Regions from separate parts of the Hordeum vulgare genome. Here region 2 is linked to region 1. The links are chromatin contacts, called in public Hi-C maps. All regions are on one chromosome and are shown on one strand. The core of a region is the stretch at or near the end of the contact, and the rest is flanking DNA. Distances in the headings are between cores, read along the strand shown.

Region 1 (4,189 bases), core at 999-3,498:
GCTCGTGGAGCCGTGGCGACAACTGGAGGCGGTGGCGGCGGCAAGCTCCGAACAGATATGCTCTAACACAACGTTTGGCTAGGGTTTGAGGCGAAGGGATAGTTTGCTTTGGGCCTGAAATGGCATCTTATTGGAATGTCTTTATCCAAAAATACCCCCAAGTACCCCCATATTTTAAAAAGATAAAGAAGGAAAAACTAGCAGTCCTCTAGCACCACATATGCCGTTAGGGAACATCCAGACATATGTCGTTTGGGAACATCCCCACATGCCGTTTGGGAATGCCTGATTCATGGAAGTATCCATGCAAGAAAAGTTTTAGGCTAAGCAGTTTTGGGAGCTAATGCCACAAAAAAAAAAAAGGAAACCCACGATGAACTGTAAATTTGTGAAGTTTGCAATGTTCATAGGAAACCATTTATGTGATTACCCAGCGATTTTTATCAATAAAAAAAGAAGGAAACCCACGATGACTGTAAATCCGTGAAGTTGGCAATGTTTGTACGGAACCATTTATGTCATCACCCAGCGATTTCATCAACACAAAAGTAGAAGGAAACCCACAAAGAACTGTAAATCCATGAAGTTGGTAATGTTTGTAGGGAACGATTTATGTGACTACCCAGCGATTTCAACAACGCAAAGGTAGAAGGAAACCCGCATTGAACTGTATATCCATGAAGTTGGCAATGTTCGTATGGAAACATTTATGTGACTACCCAGGGATTTCATCAACACAAAAGTAGAAGGAAACCCGCATTGAACTGTAAATCCGTGAAGTTGGCAATGTTCGTATGGAAAAACTTATGTGACTACCCAGGGATTCATCAACACAAAAGTAGAAGGAAACCAGCATTGAACTGTAAATCCGTGAAGTTGGCAACGTTCATATGGAAACATTTATGTGACTACCCAGGGATTTCATCAACACAAAAGTAGAAGGAAACCCGCATTGAACTGTAAATCCGTGAAGTTGGCAATGTTCGTATGGAAAAACTTATGTGACTACCCAGGGATTCATCAACACAAAAGTAGAAGGAAACCAGCATTGAACTGTAAATCCGTGAAGTTGGCAACGTTCATATGGAAACATTTATGTGACTACCCAGGGATTTCATCAACACAAAAGTAGAAGGAAACCCGCATTGAACTGTAAATCCGTGAAGTTGGCAATGTTCGTATGGAAAAACTTATGTGACTACCCAGGGATTCATCAACACAAAAGTAGAAGGAAACCAGCATTGAACTGTAAATCCGTGAAGCTGGCAACGTTCATATGGAAACATTTATGTGACTACCCAGTGATTTCATCAACACAAAAGTAGAAGGAAACCCGCATTGAACTGTAAATCCGTGAAGTTGGCAATGTTCGTATGGAAAAACTTATGTGACTACCCAGGGATTCATCAACACAAAAGTAGAAGGAAACCAGCATTGAACTGTAAATCCGTGAAGTTGGCAACGTTCATATGGAAACATTTATGTGACTACCCAGTGATTTCATCAACACAAAAGTAGAAGGAAACCCGCATTGAACTGTAAATCCGTGAAGTTGGCAATGTTCGTATGGAAACATTTATGTAACTACCCAGCGATTTCATCAACAGCAACTAAAGTCATAATCAAACCGACATAAACGTTCCTGCCCAGGAAAATGATGAACTGATATTTACTTCAACTACCATATGTGCAGGGCATGCCCCGATCTAATGCAGAGGCTAGATACCTTATTGAACTATCTTCACGATGCATTAATGTATCGCCAAATAAAATGCCACGTGGATTCCCGCAAAGGAGTGTTGTGCCTGGTGCTACCCTCGTTAATTTCTCGACGCCTAACAGCGTAAGCGTACTCACGCAACCAGCTAAACTCGCACCAAGGCAAAAAAAAAAAAAAGAAGAAGAAGAAGAAGAAGAAAAGGCGGTGGCAGCACACCATAGCGCGGCAAGGGATTCAATCGATTTGCAGCATGGCTAAGATAAGGTAATCCCCTAGCACGCAGCACCGTACAATCCGCGGGCGCCGTCGCCAGCCGACGCAAACGGGCAGCAGCGTTTCCCCGGCTCGTTCTAGCTCGAACCGAAACGCGCGAGGAGAATCGCGCCGCGCACAGCGAGGAGCAGAGGAGAACGGGAGTGGGTGCGCCGGTTCCGTACCGTTGGATCCTGCTGCCGCGACGCGACCCTCCCCTGGCGGCGGCTAGGGTTTGGGCTGGGTGGCGCGGGGGCGCGGGTGGGGCGAGCCGCGAGATCCCAATGCCCGGCGCTGGACGGGAGGAGGAGGGCGCGGGCGAGCGGGCTCCCTCCGGCGGCGGACGGGCGGGCGGGCGGGGTCGCCTGGTTGGTCTCCCCCCGGAGCTGCGACCAGCACGCACGCGGTAGAGGAGGCAGAGACAGAGGCAGAGGAGGCTCGGGTGGGAACGCGAAGGAATTGAAGACAAGTCCAAGTCTTCCGAGGAGATCAACGAGGCTCCCGTGTAACGGAACGGGGGAGGAAGTGCGTGCGTGCGCGTGAGCGGAGTCGAACTGTCGAAGCGGAGGCGAAGCGCCGAAAGCGTACGTACCGGTACCGGTATGGTGAGCCCGGGCCCCGCTGCCGTTACAGGGACGGAGGGATCTGGGGCGTCCGTATCTCTCATCGGACGGCAGGGATGCGTGGCGTTCAGCGCGGCCCTCCTTTTACGGACGGGTTTCCACTTTCCACGTTACTGCTTTTTTTTTTGGAAAACTTCCACGTTACTGCGATCTGAAGTTTGAACGTTCCCCGTATTATACATCCTGACAGTGTTCCATAGCTCCCCTCAGAAAAAAAAAAAACAGTGTTCCATAGATGATGTAAATGTAGAAAATAACATCGACTAAGAAAATGTGAAAGTAATACATTTTTAAAACAAAAACATTGCCCCAACACATGGTATAGATTCCAAAAAGAAAAAATACTCAACATTTGCTCGTGATGTAAACCCTCGAGCAAAATGCGTCAGTTATCCAAGAAACCTCCCCGTCGTCGTTAGACCACATGGACGCCTCCTCAGACCCCGCGACCGACAATGCCGCTCCAACGCACCTCATCATGGCCACCTCCGCGATGACGGTGTAAAAACTTACATCATCTATTGCATTTGAAGGTTTTGATGACCTAAAAACCCACTTTTTATGATATAAATTTTACTCAAAACATAATTTAATGATATATTTTACATCATCTATTAAAAATGTTTTAAAGCAGCCATAAAATAAGGCAATAGTTGGTTTTCGGTATTTGGGGGCAAAAAATGGGCTCCAACACCAGTCCTATCATAAATTATTTTGCAAAAGTTTTTTGAGCAATCAAAAAAAGGGCTCTAGATGATGCAAACAGACCGTGCGACCTCGGCTACCATTCACCAAAATCCCCTCGCGGCCCACCCGCAACCTCCAGCCACCCTCTAGGTGATTTAGGCCTCCATCGACCCTAATTCTGCAGTTATTTCTGGGAATAGCGCTTGTGTTGTTCCCGTGATCTCTGCCGATTCGGGGAAGGAAGGGTGTAGGGATCTGGTACAGGCTGTAAAAGGGGATTTTTCTATAATCCTGAACCCATCTATGGTCTCCTCTGGGAAGTTTCCTATTAATTTGAAGGATTTAGAGAGGAATCATAGGGGAGAGGAATTGATTATGGGAATACCTTATATTGTTTATGATCCTGTGTCTATTGAGGGAAATTTTCTGAATAATGGACGGTATGTTAGGAAACTGGACTTTTTAGGACATTCATTTTGTAATCGGTGTTTTAATTCATTTGGAGAGGATGCATTGTTATGGGAGTATGGAGGCTATTTTTGGCCTTTTGGCAAGAGCTGTTGGTCCTCTTGCAACCCATTCCAACATCCTTTCGTCTGTGCCTCCTCCTTTCCAAACTGTGTTGTAGTTCTCATAGACATGTATATCAAGGGAGAGGTAGAGGTGAGGTCTATGAAGATGCTCCAGGAGACAGTTGAGAGTGGCGGTGGGGTGCCGGTTCCTGCATTGCAGATGGATGCTCCGGTAGTAGGTCTGGCCTCTCCGCCAGCCTCCGGCGAGGCGACCGAGTCTCCGTCTCCAGCAACTCATGGCTGCTTGGGGAAGATGGCTGCTAGACGTACCCGAGGCGATTGCTCCCCCCTGATCATCGACATGGAGGCGGCCCGAAAGGCTGTCAGGGGGTTCA
Region 2 (4,567 bases), core at 976-3,475, 330 kb after region 1:
GTTTTCGCTCCATTTTTTTTATTTCATAAAAAATCCATAAAAAGTTTCGTTCGATTCCGAGAAATTTTATTTCTGCACAAAAACAACACCATGACAGTTCTGCTAAAAACTACGTCAGTCCGGGTTAGTTTCATTCAAATCATGCAAATTAGAGTCCAAAACAAGAGCAAACGTGTTTGGAAAAGTAGATATGTTTGGGACGTATCACTCCATTTGTCGTGGAGAAGAGTGATCAAAGCAACGGAAAAAGGTTTCCATGCACTACTTAATACGTTCAATTTGTCCATGGGTTATTGCATGGCAGTGAGTACCCATCCATAATTTAGTTAATGTCTGGAGTAATAGCTTTCACATAAAAATGTGGCCAGGATCAAACACAAAGCATTCTGGCATGTCGTGGTGTTTCTAAACCTGTTCCACATAAGCTATTGCCGCGTGAGCTAACGAGAAGGGATGTGATAGTGGAATGAAATGAATGTGCTTGGAGAATTTGTCGATAACAACTAAAATATAGTCGTAGCTCCTAATTGAGGAAGTCCTTCAACAAAGTCCAACAACACCATTTGCCAAGCTTGTGTGGGCACTGGTATATGCTTTAGGAGGTCAGGGTAATGATTGTGGTCTGATTTAGCTTGTTGACAGATCATGCACGCCTAAACATATGCACTAACTAAATCCTTCATAAGTAGCCAAGCAGACATTGAATGCAGTATCTGATCCATAGCAGGACCAGGTGAATATCCCCTCCTTTTGAATCATGTCCTTCTTTTGTAAATCAAACTGAAAATCTTTATTATGGCCAACCTAGGCACGTCCTTTATAGTACTATAATCCATCCCTCGGGGTAAAATGCAAGTGAGGCAGAAGTCGGGATCGAAGGTAATGTCCTTAATTATCTTGGTGGTATGAGCATTAGTATAATAACTTTTGTGTGGCATATTCGAGCCATGCAGGTTGAAAAATGGAACGAGCATTCAATGTGTCCATTTCCACTCCTGGACGCCATAGATAACACAACCGATGCATAGACCCAACACTTTAGTGAATGCCCTCTCCTGCCGTGATGTGTGCAAACATTGGTCCTCAAGATGAACCAAGTCGTGGTGATCAATATTGATCAAGAATTCATTGCTTGCAAATAAGGGCGCCAATGCAGCCATCAATTATATTTCATCATGTCAACAATCCTTTGTTGCGGGGGCACAAGGTTCTGCAAGTGTGATATAGGTGAACATCCTGCTGCAAGACAACACCAATGCCCTGTTCAATATCATTGGTTTCAAGAACAAAAAAGGCCGAGCAAAATTTGGTAATGCAAGAACTAGAACATTGATCAACCTCTGCTTCAATGTGTCAAACGCCAGATCGTGGTCACTTGTCCACATGAAGGGAATATTATTTTGAGTAGACGAGTCCAAGGTCGAGCAATAATGCCATAATGCTTGACAAGCTTCCTATAACAACCTGCTAATAAAAGGAATTTTAGTCGCTATACAAAGTGTTAAATACCACGCCCTGTTCTCAGATATATTGCTTGAACAAAGTAACAAAATGGCTACTCGGTTTGTGGGTTTTATGGTTTTCTAACCACTAGTACTAGAGATGTGAACAAGCGTACTAGAACATCAGTAGCTCTAATATGGATACTCGGTCTTGTTGGTACACATAGACCTTGATGAGTTGACCTGCATCATGTGGAGAGCACCTGTATTCGTACATTTCAATACCATCCTCCCATAATCTCATATAGTGGGAGTAGTGTTGTTACTTGTCTAACGAGGTCCTCATCCTTGGTAAAATATGTGCCTCACATTCATCTGGTAATACGAGGTTGCGTTCAAAATCAAACAAATATATATGTACGAACTACTGTATTTTTGTTTAGGTACTTTATAAAACACCATCAACAACTGACGTCGAACGTGAAGATCTCACGTCATCATCGGATGAGGCGACCACGTACTTATCTTTTTTGGTTTCACAGACTGTCCGCGGAGGTGAAACCAGCGTGGGAGGGAGGGGGATGAGGATCTGCCGTCAAGGACAAATATCAAAATCCCCTTTTCAAAATCTTGTAGTTTTTTTCAAAGTGTATGGTATAAATCTTGTGGAGGGCCTTTTGGTCTTTTGCGGCGTCATATCGAACTTTCGGAGTGGGAGGTTGCGTCCGAGAATTGAGATGCTATTCTTCCTCCGTCGTGAAGCGACCCTTTCGGTTTCAAAATCAAAAATCTCCCCATCTTCCACCGTTTCCACGCACCCGTCGCTTCGCCACTCCTCTTCCCCACCCCCTCCCTCCCTCCCTCTCTCGCCCACAGCACACTCTCTCCTCCTCCGGTTCCCTCCCCAAATTCGCCCGCTCCCAGCCCCGGCCCCCGGCTGCCCTCCTCCTCCCCGCAGCCCTCCCGCGCCGACGGCGGCGGGCCACCGCAGGCCAGCCCCACCGGCGCGGTTCGGTTACCCCCTTCGTCGGTAAGGAACCAACAAACCCTAGCTCGATTGCGTGCGAGTCGTTTTTTCCTTCCTCCTCGGGCATCTCCCGTTGCCGCTGCAGCGAGCAACCAAGATCTGAACCGTTTAGTCAGCCGGTTTGTTTGCTCCATGGATGGCGCCCTCTGATCCCCAGCCCGATGTGCTCGATTTAGGTCGTTCTCCCTCTTCCTTCTGTCTGGGTTGACCCGTGGTAGTGGTTTAGGGTTTTCTCTTTTTTCCTTGGTGATGTATGTAATTGCTTGAACTTGGGGAATTAGAACCGTTGGGAAGTTGCAGGCTTGCTTTCGGTTAATTGTTTTTGCCCCTTTCACTGTGGCAGCTGAATATACAATTCGAGATTTGGTTCGAAATGTTGTGTAGGATACCACAGTTTACTCCTTGTCTTCACATTTTACTGCTTGGCTTTATATTTTTGGTCGGCGATGGTAAATGGCCGTACTAGTAGTTAAATAACAGTATGGATTCTTTCATTTCTTCGAAATCTGCAGACTCTCCTGTACCTTTATGTCCGATAGTGTATTCTTTTCCTACTTACGACGGGCTCTTTGCTGCCCAGCTTTAATTGCTGGATTGCAAAGGAATAAATAATGTATCCGGAGGCTGTTATATGTTACAGTTCATCTTATGCATGTGAACTCCACCTTTTGTTTTAGGCTTACTGTATATAGATTATCCATCCATTACCCTGCACAGATAAGTTACCAACAAAAATAAATATGGGAAGGCCGGCTATAAGATAAATTCCTTGGATGTATCCTTCATGTTACCCTGCACAGATTTATTGCCAAAAAATAATCATGTAACAGCACTCATTTTCTGGTGCCTTGTTCCATTTGCATTGTTATTTCCAGTTTGTAATCTAGCTATGTTCTATTGTAGGTTAAGGGACAACGATGTCGGCTTCAACTGCTGCAATACCGGCCGCAAATACAAATGGGAACCATGCACTAAGTGTGGATTCACATTCCAGCCAAGATGTTAGGAGGCGAACAGTTGTTGTTGCAAAGCAAAAACCTACACCTGAGCTTCTTACTGAAGGTGGAGTTAATGGGGTCTCAAATGATAAGGTTTCTAGCAAGAAGGATATTGGTCATACAAGCCGTGGAGAGTCTGTTATCGACAAGCCAAAATATTCGTCTGAGGCAAAAAAAGATGCATTTCCTCCATCACCTTCTGCTGAACATCGAAAGAAAATTACTACTAAACACAGAAAAACCAAGTGGGAAACTGCACTAAGTGTGCTGATGAAGCTTTGCCTTCTTTTTACGGCTTTTGCTTGGATGGGGCAGGTGTTATGGGGATGGCAAAATGGGGATCTATCATTTACAGCACTTGATATGGAGAGCAGACTTTCCAAGGTAGAGGCGTTCAAGAAGACGACTAGGATGCTCCAGGTGCAGCTGGACATTTTAGATAAGAAGCTAGGAGATGAGATTGGCAAAGCAAAAAGGGACATCACAAAGCAATTTGATGACAAAGGTAAGAAGTTAGAGACAAAGATGAAGACATTGGAAGGCAAGGCTGACATATTAGATAAGTCACTTACTGAACTGAGAGACATGGGTTTTGTCTCTAAGAAAGAATTCGATGAGATTCTGACTCAGTTGAAGAGAAAGAAGGGTTTGGATGGCACTGGGAGTGATATAACCTTGGACGATGTAAGAATATTTGCCAAAGAGATTGTGGAGATGGAGATAGCTAGGCATGCAGCAGATGGCCTTGGAATGGTGGATTATGCATTAGGGTCTGGTGGTGGCAAAGTGGTTAAGCATTCGGGAGCTTTCAAGAAAGCTAAGAGCATTCTTCCTCGTCGTAGTGAAAGTCACAAAATGCTGGAGCCAAGTTTTGGGCAGCCAGGAGAATGTTTTGCACTGGAAGGAAGTGTTGGATTCGTGGAAATCAGGCTCAGGACAGGAATTGTTCCTGAGGCAGTCACTCTAGAGCATGTCGACAAGGTATGGCTATTCATTGTATTACCATAATTCAATATTACTTTATTTATTTATTTGGCATCTCTTTGTCCAACCCATACGGCGGCTCATTATTTTCCATGCTACAAGCCTTTTCTTTTGTC

The links. A called contact is a pair of places that touch in the nucleus more often than the background predicts.
Region 2: a contact with region 1 is called in a Hi-C map of seedling, with 2.3 times the contacts expected there. The contact joins the promoter of LOC123424747 here to the promoter of LOC123424733 in region 1. A contact is called at or near these places in 4 of 6 Hi-C or Micro-C datasets (leaf and seedling) and 1 of 1 datasets of contacts at active chromatin or transcription factors (embryo).

The regions. Positions count from the first base shown.
Region 1 is chr1H:72,123,678-72,127,866 of MorexV3_pseudomolecules_assembly, forward strand. LOC123424733 (VIN3-like protein 1) reads right to left here and starts at 2,249. Exons shown (of 4, transcript XM_045108409.1): 1 at 2,158-2,249.
Region 2 is chr1H:72,448,976-72,453,542 of MorexV3_pseudomolecules_assembly, forward strand. LOC123424747 (SUN domain-containing protein 1-like) reads left to right here and starts at 2,226. Exons shown (of 3, transcript XM_045108427.1): 1 at 2,226-2,472; 2 at 3,373-4,448. The coding sequence starts at 3,387.